2 separate regions of the Mus musculus genome follow, and region 2 is linked to region 1. The links are chromatin contacts, called in public HiChIP or PLAC-seq maps. All regions are on one chromosome and are shown on one strand. The core of a region is the stretch at or near the end of the contact, and the rest is flanking DNA. Distances in the headings are between cores, read along the strand shown.

Region 1 (5,703 bases), core at 1,969-4,468:
TAGATTTGTAACAAATTAATACAAGGTAACTTGAAGCTACATGTGGGAGCGTTTTAAATTTTGTTTATTTATTATTTATTCATTATTGAATCATTTTGTAGAGCTCAGGCTTAACATCATAGCCTTGCATATGCTAGCCAAGTACTTTACCACAGAGGAAAATAACCAGCCACCAGATATTTGAAACAGGGACTTGCTGTACAGTTTAGGCTGGCCTTAAGTATGATTCTTCTGTCTCAGCATCCTGTGTGTGAAGATTACATGTGTGAGGCATCATGCCCAGTGAGCAGTTTAAAATGAGATGTTTAACCTCCAATCTCATCTTTCAGCTATATTAATGAATTGCTATCTCTACCATATGTCCCTTTTTATTTAGATGAAAAATACCTACTAAATTGAAACCTAAAGATACATCTTTTAAATTTTATTCAGTTTGTTTTTATAATTCAAACTAAACTATTTAAGACATACAAGAGACTAGTGAATGATAAGGAATAAGAAATATTGAAACATGCCAGTAAGCAAACATTTGAATTAAATGTTTAAAAACCAAATAAATAGAAGAACAAAGGCATTTATTTTTATTGCTATGTGAGGATAGAAAATAAAAGTTATTTATGCTGACAAAGGACATATATAATACAAATACACTGAACATTGATTTTAATGTATAAAGTGATAAAAATGTGACTGGAACAAAGTTGGCAGCATGAATAAAAGGAGAAACATTTAATAGTGGAATAGCCACAGCAGATCTTAATAATGCATATACATATATGTGTAGAATACAAATATATTATATATATTAACTATTTATATACTACATAAGAAAATAAAAAGATAAATGAACTAAATAGCCTACTCTGTAACAAAAAGAGAAAGAAATAGATATAGGGAAGGAATAAGAGGATTTGTAGGAAGGATCAGCATGCAATAATAAATTCAATTTCTTCCAGGAAGGGTTAAAATGAATTCCAGAGGTGGTTCTGTCTTTAGGACCAGATCAGTCACTAATAAACGTAACTTTGGAAAGACAGCTATGACAGAGATGAACTCTATACTCTGTGTATTCAGCAGCGCTCAAGGGGAAAAAAAGTAGGAAACAAAACTGAGCAACTGAAAGTAAATACAGATGATGTGGATAGATTTTAGATCACGTATGCAGATATTACAATTGATTGAGGAAGAGACAGAGGAGGCCGGAGAGATGGCTCAGAGGGTAAGACCATAAACTGTTCTTACAGGAGACTCAAGTTCAGTTCCAAGGGTCCATGTCAAGGGACTTCGAATTACCTGTAATTCTAGTTCCAGGGGAAACTTTGGGTACTGCACTCATGTGGACATTATCCACCAACACACACACACGCACACCCACACGCACACATAAATGAAAACTAAACAAAATTTTGATTAGAGAAGAAATGGAAATCTAAGTAGGTTTTCTCTATCCTGATACTACAAATTTAATTTGTGTGTGAGAAATATTTGCGTATAAAACAAAACACAATCAAACTAAAATTATGCACGCCCATATTCCTGACATTCTGATCTAATATTCATCTTGAGCATGAGAAACATCTAAGACATCCAAAGGGATTATAGTATACCCCCAAATGGAGCTTGTTTCTACGGGAAAATCACTTAGAAAAGTACTACCCTAAAAAGCACTGCTCCAATGATACAAATCTCTTCTACATGACCAAATTAAAAACCAGACTGATACTTCTTAAGTATTTCAGATTAAAACAGAAAAGCACCTGAAAGCAAGTTTGTAAGACCAGCTTGCTGAGGAAGCCAAACCTTAGATGTCTGCACATGAGGTGAAGAAAACAGAAGCTTGAGTCAGTCTCCTTCCTGCAAAGCAGAGCTGAGTAGACCATCTCAAGAAAGGATGGCGAGAAGCCTGCACAAAGGCGCAGGGTCCACCCTGAGGAGGAAATGCAGTAAAATAACTCACCACATTTAGACTTGTAAAAAGTCAGAAAACTCATCAGCTTTCCTGCTGGTGTTTTGATGTCTGTTAGTAATGTAAAAGAAAGTATTTTTATTTCAATGAATACATCAGAATACATCTTCAGTTTGTTTAAAATATCACATATAGCCAGGATGATAATCTTAACATCTGAGATACTGAAGAAGAGAGCAATCGTGAGCTCAAGACCAGTCTATGCTACACAGTGAATCCCAGGTATCCACAAAAACATCTGAAGAACATAAACCTAAATATGATTCTTGAAGAGAATACCTCAAGGAATTTTGCCTTAATTAACTTTCTGATTAAGTTAGTCACGGCAGCTCACCCCTGTAATGCCAGCCTTTGGGGAAGGAAGGAAGGAAGGAAGGAAGGGAGGGAGGGAGGGAGGGAGGGAGGGAGGGAGGAAGACTGCTGTGATTTCAAGACCAGCATGGGCTATATAATGAATGCCATTATAGCCATGGCTGCTGAGTAGAACACGGTTCCAAACAAAACAGAGACTCAGTGGCACTGGAGAAATGGCTCAGTGGTAAAGAGCACTTAACTGGTTTCCAGAATTCCAGAATACTGTTTTCCAGAGTTCAGTTCCTGGCATCTACACCAGGTGCCTCACAACTACCTGCAATGTCAGCTTCACTCACATGAGTATACCCAAACACAGATGAACAAAACTAAAATAAATCTTAAAAAAAAAAAACAATTAATGTGTGGATTACCAAACCCACCCTTAAGTTTATTTATGAAAAAAAGGGGTTCCATTAAAGATAAGAACAAGATTAGAATGCTAAGTGACAGTACTGGTAAATGGTGGGGATATCCTCTGAATACACCTTTGGTCTATTGATGATCTTCCAAGAAGAATACAATCAGGATCATAATGAATTTATCAAATGATGTCTAGGGCTGAAAGAGTAGATTGCAAGTTAGTGTTACTAACCTTTTAAAAAGAGGCTGTGGATGCTCATGTTGTACATTTATCCCGTGTCCTTATGTTTTAAGTTGTACAGCAGAAATACACAAAAGTCTGACCATGGTGGGTGGCAGGGTGGCTTTATAGGAAGATAACTTTAAAGTTTATGGAGTGTTTATATGGTGTTAGAGGTTACCCTCCTTCTGCCCCAAAGTGACATGTGTCATTTTCAAAATCACGAAAAAAATAAATGATACATTTCCAGTATAGACAAAATTGCATGAGTCACATGGAGATATTATGCCAATTATTCATGAAAATATTTCAGCGACAGGAGTAGAAGCAAGATTGTTCTGCTACTGAAGCCAAGACAAATAATCTAAGGAGTTGCTCTGAAGTTAGTTTAAAATTCCTACCGTCGCTGCTTCTTGTGGGGACTGCAGTGATAAAAGAATACTCCTATACAAACCTGTGGAGATTATCCCAATATAATTTTCACAACAGAAAATTCAAGGTATGGTGTTGCAGTTTGGACCCCAGTCATCCTCTTCTGGTTTCTTCCAGCCTTTCTGACCTGGAAACCCAGGAAATATTAATTGCCAGGCAAATATTAAATTGTTTTTTAGAGTTGTGCTTTGTTTGTCTTGCTGTGCACTATTTGAGATAGTTGCCAATATTGAAATATTGGGATCCTCCATCAAGAGATTGGGGGTCTTCTTAAAAACACAGACTTTGTTAGGGTTGAATCCCTGCTCTCCAAAGGGGAGTTTGGCCCATTTGCTTTACAAAACTGACACCAACCCCTGTCTTTTCTCTCCCTCTCCTATTGGCCAACGTCCCAGGGAATGGGTTTTGCCACACTTTGATGGTGTGTCCCACAAATACAGCCCCAAAGACACACATCCCTTCAATGCCTTCAATTGTTGTCACTTTGAGTCGCTAAAAATTGAGAAGAATGCTTTGTGCCATTCTACCTGTCTATCAGCAATTTTCATTTGCGGGAAAGCAAGTCTAAATCATGTCTGAGCACACTTGATGTACCCATGAATCGGGAGGTATAGATCTTTCTGAGACACCAAAGACCTCATAGGGTCTCTTCAGGAGTCGCCATTAGAAAACTGAGATAATAAAGTCTGTTAAAATTAACCAAAGTCTAAAGGCTCCCCTGTTGTAGAAATACAATGGTGTTCCTCCTATAAAACAATATGAACTAACCAGTACCCCCAGAGTTCATGTCTCTAGTTTCATATGTAGCAGAGGATGGCCTAGTGGGCCATCAATGGGAGGAGAGGCCCTTGGTCTTGCGAAGATTTTTATACCCCAGTATAGGGGAATGAGAGGGCCAGGAAGTGGGATTGGGTGGGTTGGGAAGCAGGGGGAGGGGTGAGGGTATAGAGAATTTTCAGAGAGGAAACTAGGAAAGGGTGTAGCATTTGAAATGTAAAGGAAGAAAACATCTAATAATAATTATAATAATATCTATTACCAAAAAAATAAGAGAGAAAAAAATTATCATGGTGGCCAGCTAAACACTGTACAATGCTCCCACCCTGTGGCCAAATCATGAAGCAGCTCCTTTATCATTACATGAAGTCATCATGCCATCTTCTGGGAAATTCTGGGACTGCATGACATGCTATGGAAACATTCAAAAGCCCCAAATCTAAATACTTATAAATATTCACACCAAATTGTGTGCATGACTGTAAACTGTGGCTTACTAATTGTGGATAGCTGTGGAATCACCTGGCTAATGCCTAGAATCTTGGTTCTAGGAGATAATGCAGATGTTTACACCAGGAAGTTGAGGAACAATTATGTTGGGGGAGAAGAGACTGAGAAAGTCCCCAATTCAGATGGTTTGGGTTGGCGATTCCCAAATGTTTCCTGTTGGTCCCATCAAAACTAGATAATTCTGGACAGTGGTGGCACATGCCTTTAATCCCAGCATCTGGGAGGCAGAGGCGTGTGGATTTCTGAGTTTGAGGGCAACCTGGCTTACAGAAGGAGTTCCAGGACAGCCAGGCCTATACAGACAAACCCTGTCCTCCCCCCCCCCCCACACACACACAAAAACAAAACAAAACAAAAACAAAAACAAAACTAGATAATATCTTGATAGAGATCTGAGGGTTTTGTTGTTGTTTTGGTTGGTTTTGGGTTTTGGTTCCTATCTCAGAAATTTTAATTCAGTGTGTCTTTTCTAGGATCCTTGTAGTCTGCATTCTAAAGATCTCTTCTGATGGTTTAGTGAGCACCATGCCTAGGGAATGGTGTTACCCACAATGGACTGGGACTTCCCACATGAATTAAAACAATCCCCACAGACAAGTCCAATGTAGCCAATCTCTCATTGAGACTCTTCCCAGGTGATCCTAGAATATATCAAGTAGACAATTAATAGTAACAATCACATCAACGAAGAGGAGGAAGGTTTGTCAGAACACAAAGGGGATTCCAGGTTAGCAAGAGTTGGTATTAGTGCTGGGAAGTATAAGGGAGAGAAAACTGCAGAGTGTGCTTGTGTCTCTGCTTTACTACACCACACAGCCACTACCCAGGCTTTCATTCCTTGCCCCTGCTTTTGATTCCATTGTCTCCAGAAGAAATGGGAAATATGGAAAAACTGGAGAGACAAAGGGAGAAAATATAAAGACTACAGCCAGCACAACATGGTTTATGAGAAGGGTATAATGGTAAGTAGTCTCTGGCATGAACCCCAACTGCATGCTAGCTGTAGGGGGCGGGGGGGGGCGCAATGAGAAGAGAAAGTCTGCAGTAGCCACTGAAGGAAATATATCAAGAACACAGATGTCTA
Region 2 (5,135 bases), core at 122-2,621, 290 kb before region 1:
GTAGGGCTAAGCTCTCTACAGTCTCTTCTTCTATTGACCAGCTGTGTATGGAGCTCTGTATTAACAGCTGTCTACTGCAAGAGGAAGCCTCTCTTGTGAGAGCTGAGAAATGCATGAATCTCTGGACATAGCAAGAAGGATTAATAGTATTTCTATTTAGCAGGATTGTAATAGATTCTACCATCAGGCCTCTGACTTATTTAGCTATTGGTTCTTGGTTTGATTAACAGTATGGGTTTCATCCTACAGTGCAAGCCTTAAAGTCATGAAGAAAGTATTTGATTGTTTTTATAACATTCAGGCCACTATTGTGTAAGTCACCGTAACTGACTTATTATTTTGGCTTGCAGGGTTCACAAGTGGATGAGGCTAATGCCTACTTTGCTCCTTCTGTTGTGCACCTAGAATCTTCCAGCACTATGACAGCTAGCAGCTGAGGAAGAATACCCGAATTTTCCATTTCTGTTCAATATAGTATTTGAGTTCTTAGCCAGAACAATAAGAAAAATGAAATAGATAAAGTACAGGTAGGAAAGCGAAAAAGTGAAAGGATCGTTATTTGAAGATATGATTCTGAATATAAGACTCTAAAGAATCCACTAGAAAACTCATGCAGCTGATAAGCATACTCTTTTCCTCCCCCAACTCCTCCTGGAACTTACCCAACCAATTTCATATTCTTTCCACATTCTCATAAACAAATAAATTAACAACCTAGATTTAAAAACAAACAAAAACAAAACAAGTACCAAAACAAAACCAAAAAAGGCACACAAAAACATCATATTTATTTTGCATTGAGGAACTCTTCTTGGTCCTGGGGCCTGCTGTGGCATGTCACTGATATATTGACATTTTAATTTGAGTCTTTTCAACCAAAATATTCTGACAAATACACTGGTGTATCTGGGCTCAGCAGCCAAGAAAGTCTTGGGGAACACTGAGTTTGATGTTTGATGTCAGTTTACTCTCTACTTCCTTTTTCCTTGTAACTTGAAAAATTAAAAACCAAGGCTTAGATTCATCAATGAGAAGTATGAATCATGTACCGCCTAGAGACGCCTATTCCCCATGTCATGATGTGTTATCCAGGAAGCCTGATGACAGAGCCCCTTTGTAATACTTACTTGGGAAGTGAGGTCTGACTTAAACCATTTCATTTCACATTTATGTAGAAATAAATGCTTCAAAGCATTTTTATAAATGTTCCTTCTGATTTCTCCTCCTTCCACCCGCATTGTACAGGACGTGTTGGTACCTATCTGTTGAGTCAGCACTAAATTCTACAGGAACACATTCAGAGGGATTAGCGTTTCCTCCACGGTGTCTGGCATCTTTTCAATCCCGGATGTTAAACTCGGGGAAGAACCAGAATGCACAGGCACTAACTGGCCTTGGTGACTAACACAGCCCCCTTTCTCCTCCAACCCACCGAGTAGCAAAGGGTGTTCCTGCGAAGAATGCTCCAGAAAGCACAGGCATCTTCGATGCTACTGGGTGTTGGTTTTGGGTGAACTGTATCTTATCTGGCAATCCTTTTTTTTTTTTTTTTTTTTTTTTGAGCAAAAGATCTTGGATTCATGAGCTGTAAAGGTGACATTCTGTGGTGGCGAAGTGAAAGCTTACACAACATAAGTAAAGTATGAGCCATTCATGCAGATTTTAAGCTTCAAAAATTCCCTTTATCTTGTTTTGCTCTCTTTTTATCGAGTCTGGAAGCAGATGGCACGATGCTTAACCTGGCAACCATCTTTCACCACAAGCAGCATTCGGAATAAGTGGATCTGACTGAAGGGCATCAGCTCCTGCTGCTAGGGACTCTCTGGAAGCCTCCTTTTTTTTATTCCCATTCTTCAGTTGTCACCTGTGGCAGGAATTGAATGCCCTTTCCTTCTTCCTCCTCATGACTCCATTACAGTAAACACCATGTGATTTTTCAATGTCTAGTGAATGGAACAGATTGACTGTATTTCTTCCTGCTGAGAGGTGGCAAAGCTTTAGCAGGTGTGACTGACTTTCTGCTTCATGTCACTCAGGCTATGGACATTTCTGGCCCCTTACTCATCTCGAAGATGGTGCCCTCATTTAAAATGATAGAAATTACCATGATGTCTAGAATCTGAAACATGCTCAGGATACATTAGTTTTGTCTGGTGCCAATCTTTGTGTGGACTAATGAGCACAACAGGCACCTATTGTTTACAAATAGCAATGCCATTTTATTATTTGAACGGAGCTTAGAGTTAATGGGTTAGGGAACCAGGGAGAGGCTAGATCTCATAATATTCTTCCTCATACTTTGTGTATGTAGTCAGGTTTTGAAAAATGCAGCAGAAATACACTGACAATACTTAGAAGTATTGCATACTATGTGGGTTATGGTTTTGTGGTACTTTGAGAGAAAGCAATAGTTCCCAGAATGCACAGCCTCATGAGACATCATACCCAGCAGTCCCCAACCTTTTAAACCATAAAAGTACCACACATAATGAGAAGTAGCATCTAAATTCTGAAATTGCTGCCTCTGCCAGTCTTTTCTCCAATGTATGTCCTTGACATCCAGCCAAAATGAGGTGCTTGTGATTGTACGGGTGTCTCCATGGAGCCCCTGTTCTATGCCAGTACTTTCCGAAGATTGCTATTCCTCATTACTATGGCTCTATAGCATAACTTGAAATCAAGTATGGTGATGTCCCCATATTGTTCTATAGGCTAATTATTGTGATGGCTACTCAGTACCCTATTCACTTCCATTGTAATTAGGATTTTTATTTATTTATTTATTTTTTTTACATCAGCGAAATACATTTTTGGAATTTTGATGGTGATTACATGGAATCTGAAGCTTTGGGCATTATAGTGATTATCACAAGAGTAATCTCCAATCCATAAGCATTCGAGATTTGTTAATAGAAGTGCCTCAAATAGAGAGAAAAATGAGAGGAAGATCTTGGGAAATCAGAAAGGAGAACAAAGGATAAAAGAGGCAGTTGGAATGGGTTGAGCACTCAACAGGGTCCTTTTCTTTATGAGTTACAAGCCAAATCTAGCTCTTGAAATAAAGGCTAGGATGCCACCCAGTACTCAAATTATGGATTCTCTGTCCACTCTTTTCCCTGGGGCTCAGAGAGCTATGTGGCAGAGGAGGCTGAAAGATTGTAAAAGGCAGAGGAGATACATGGCACCAAGAAACAGCAACTCTCAGACATAGCAGGAGCTACACACACATGAACCCACACAGCCCATGGTAGCAGACACAGATTCAAGCCAGTCTGGCTTCAAGAGCTGAGAAGGGCAAGTGGAGAGAGGGAGAGGTGGACACAATCTCCCATCCTTAAGCAATAAGCTGTTTCCAATTGACAACTGATTGCAAAGGAAAAATTAGTTTTCTTTAGTAGGATAACCCTGCATATACAATCTGTACTAAACAGAGAAACAGAAACCAAGATATAAAATATCAGGTTTCAATGTCAACCCCCCCGCCCCCAAATAGTTCAATAAATTTTTATACTTGAAAAATAAAAGAAAGCAAACATTTAAAATTATCATTTTCAAATACACAAATTTTGAGCTTTGGAAACTTTTTTTTCTTTTCTGTTTTAGAAAAAAAAAAAGCATGACTCAACTACATGAAAAAAGGTATAACACTCCAAAATAATGTGTTTGACTTTGCTTAATCTGGTCATCATAAGCTAGCTTGTAAGCAGACAGTTCTGAGGATGACTGGGTAATCTGTACATGGCTTGTGAATCATTAATATATATATATATATATATAGATAGATAGATAGATAGATATAGATATAGATATAGATATAGATATAGATATAGATATAGATATAGATATAGATAGTTGTACTCACAACACATATTTGTGCTTTTATCTATCCATCAGTTTCTGGATGGAGGAGTCAAACAGTATTTCTCGAATTCAAAGGACGTTTTGTGACTTTTGATGGCCCAGTGCTTAAGAGCACTCCTTGCTCTTCCAGAGGACCTGAGTTTGCCTCTCAGCACCTGAGGCAGACAGCTCACAATTGCCTGTAATTCCATCTCCAAGACTTCTAATACCCTCTTCTAATGGTTTCTGGCACCAACATACCCATTGCCTTAGTTAGGATTTCTACTGCTGTGCTGAAACACCATGATCAAAAACCAGGTCAGCAGGAAAAGGGTTAATTTGTCTTACACTATCACATTGTGGCTCATCATGGAAGGAAGTCAAGACAGGAACTCAAACAGGGCACCTAGAGGTAGAAGCTGGTACTGAGGCCATGGAGGCGTGCTGCTTACTAGCTTGCTCCTCCTAGCTTGCTCATGCTGCTTTCTTACAAAGCCAGAACCACCAGCCCAGAGGTGGCACCACCCACAATGGTCCATGCACTCCTAAATAAGACATTTATTAAGAAAAGGCCCTACAGGCTTCATGTGGCAAGATCATATGGAGGCATTTTCTTTTTTTTTTTTTAATTAGGTATTTTCTTCATTTACATTTCCAATGCTATCCCAAAAGTCCCCATGCCCCCCCCCACACACACACACTCCCACTTCTTGGCCCTGGCGTTCCCCTGTACTTAGGCATATAAAGTTTGCAAGACCAATGGGCATCTCTTTCAACTGATGGCCGACTAGGCCATCTTCTGATACATATGCAGCTAGAGACACGAGCTCCAGGGGGTACTGGTTAGTTCATATTGTTGTTCCATTTTGCAGATCCCTTTAGCTCCTTGAGTACTTTCTCTAACTCCACCATTGGGGGCCCTGTGATCCATCCAAAAGCTGACTGTGAGCATCCACTTCTTTGTTTGCTAGGTTCAAGAATAGCCTCACAAGAGAGAGCTATATCAGGGTCCTTTCAGCAAAATCTTGCTAGTGTATGCAATGGTGTCAGCGTTTGGAGGCTGATTATGGGATGGATCCCCGGGTGAGGTATTTTCTTAATTGAGGTTCTCTCCTGTTACATGACTTTCATTTGTGTCTAGTTAACATAAAACCAGCTAACAAACCCATGGCTTGGTTTGAGAGTCTCTCTCTCTCTCTCTCTTCTCTCTCTCTCTCTCTCTCTCTCTCTCTCTCTTTCTCTCTTTCTCTCTCTCTCTCTGCTTCTGCCTCCCTCTCCTTCTTCTCCCCTCTCTT

What was found. HiChIP or PLAC-seq counts read pairs in DNA pulled down with a chosen protein or histone mark.
Region 2: an H3K27ac HiChIP or PLAC-seq map of the NIH/3T3 cell line shows a contact between it and region 1, with 9 times the contacts expected there. The contact joins two enhancer-like sites. A contact is called at or near these places in 6 of 484 Hi-C or Micro-C datasets (the 3T3-L1 cell line, 3T3-L1-derived adipocytes, cranial neural crest and 3 more) and 2 of 115 datasets of contacts at active chromatin or transcription factors (the NIH/3T3 cell line and embryonic stem cells).

The regions. Positions count from the first base shown.
Region 1 is chr7:72,399,011-72,404,713 of GRCm38.p6, reverse strand. No RefSeq gene overlaps it. Among named protein-coding and RNA genes, the nearest start is that of Gm39035, 95 kb to the right of the region's middle. Within about 2 kb of position 3,218, at least 4 of the 459 cell types and tissues checked have an H3K27ac peak or open chromatin away from gene starts, as enhancers often do. A contact at or near this core is called in the NIH/3T3 cell line, where this site is marked.
Region 2 is chr7:72,688,272-72,693,406 of GRCm38.p6, reverse strand. No RefSeq gene overlaps it. Among named protein-coding and RNA genes, the nearest start is that of Gm36865, 140 kb to the left of the region's middle. Within about 2 kb of position 1,371, at least 32 of the 459 cell types and tissues checked have an H3K27ac peak or open chromatin away from gene starts, as enhancers often do. A contact at or near this core is called in the NIH/3T3 cell line, where this site is marked.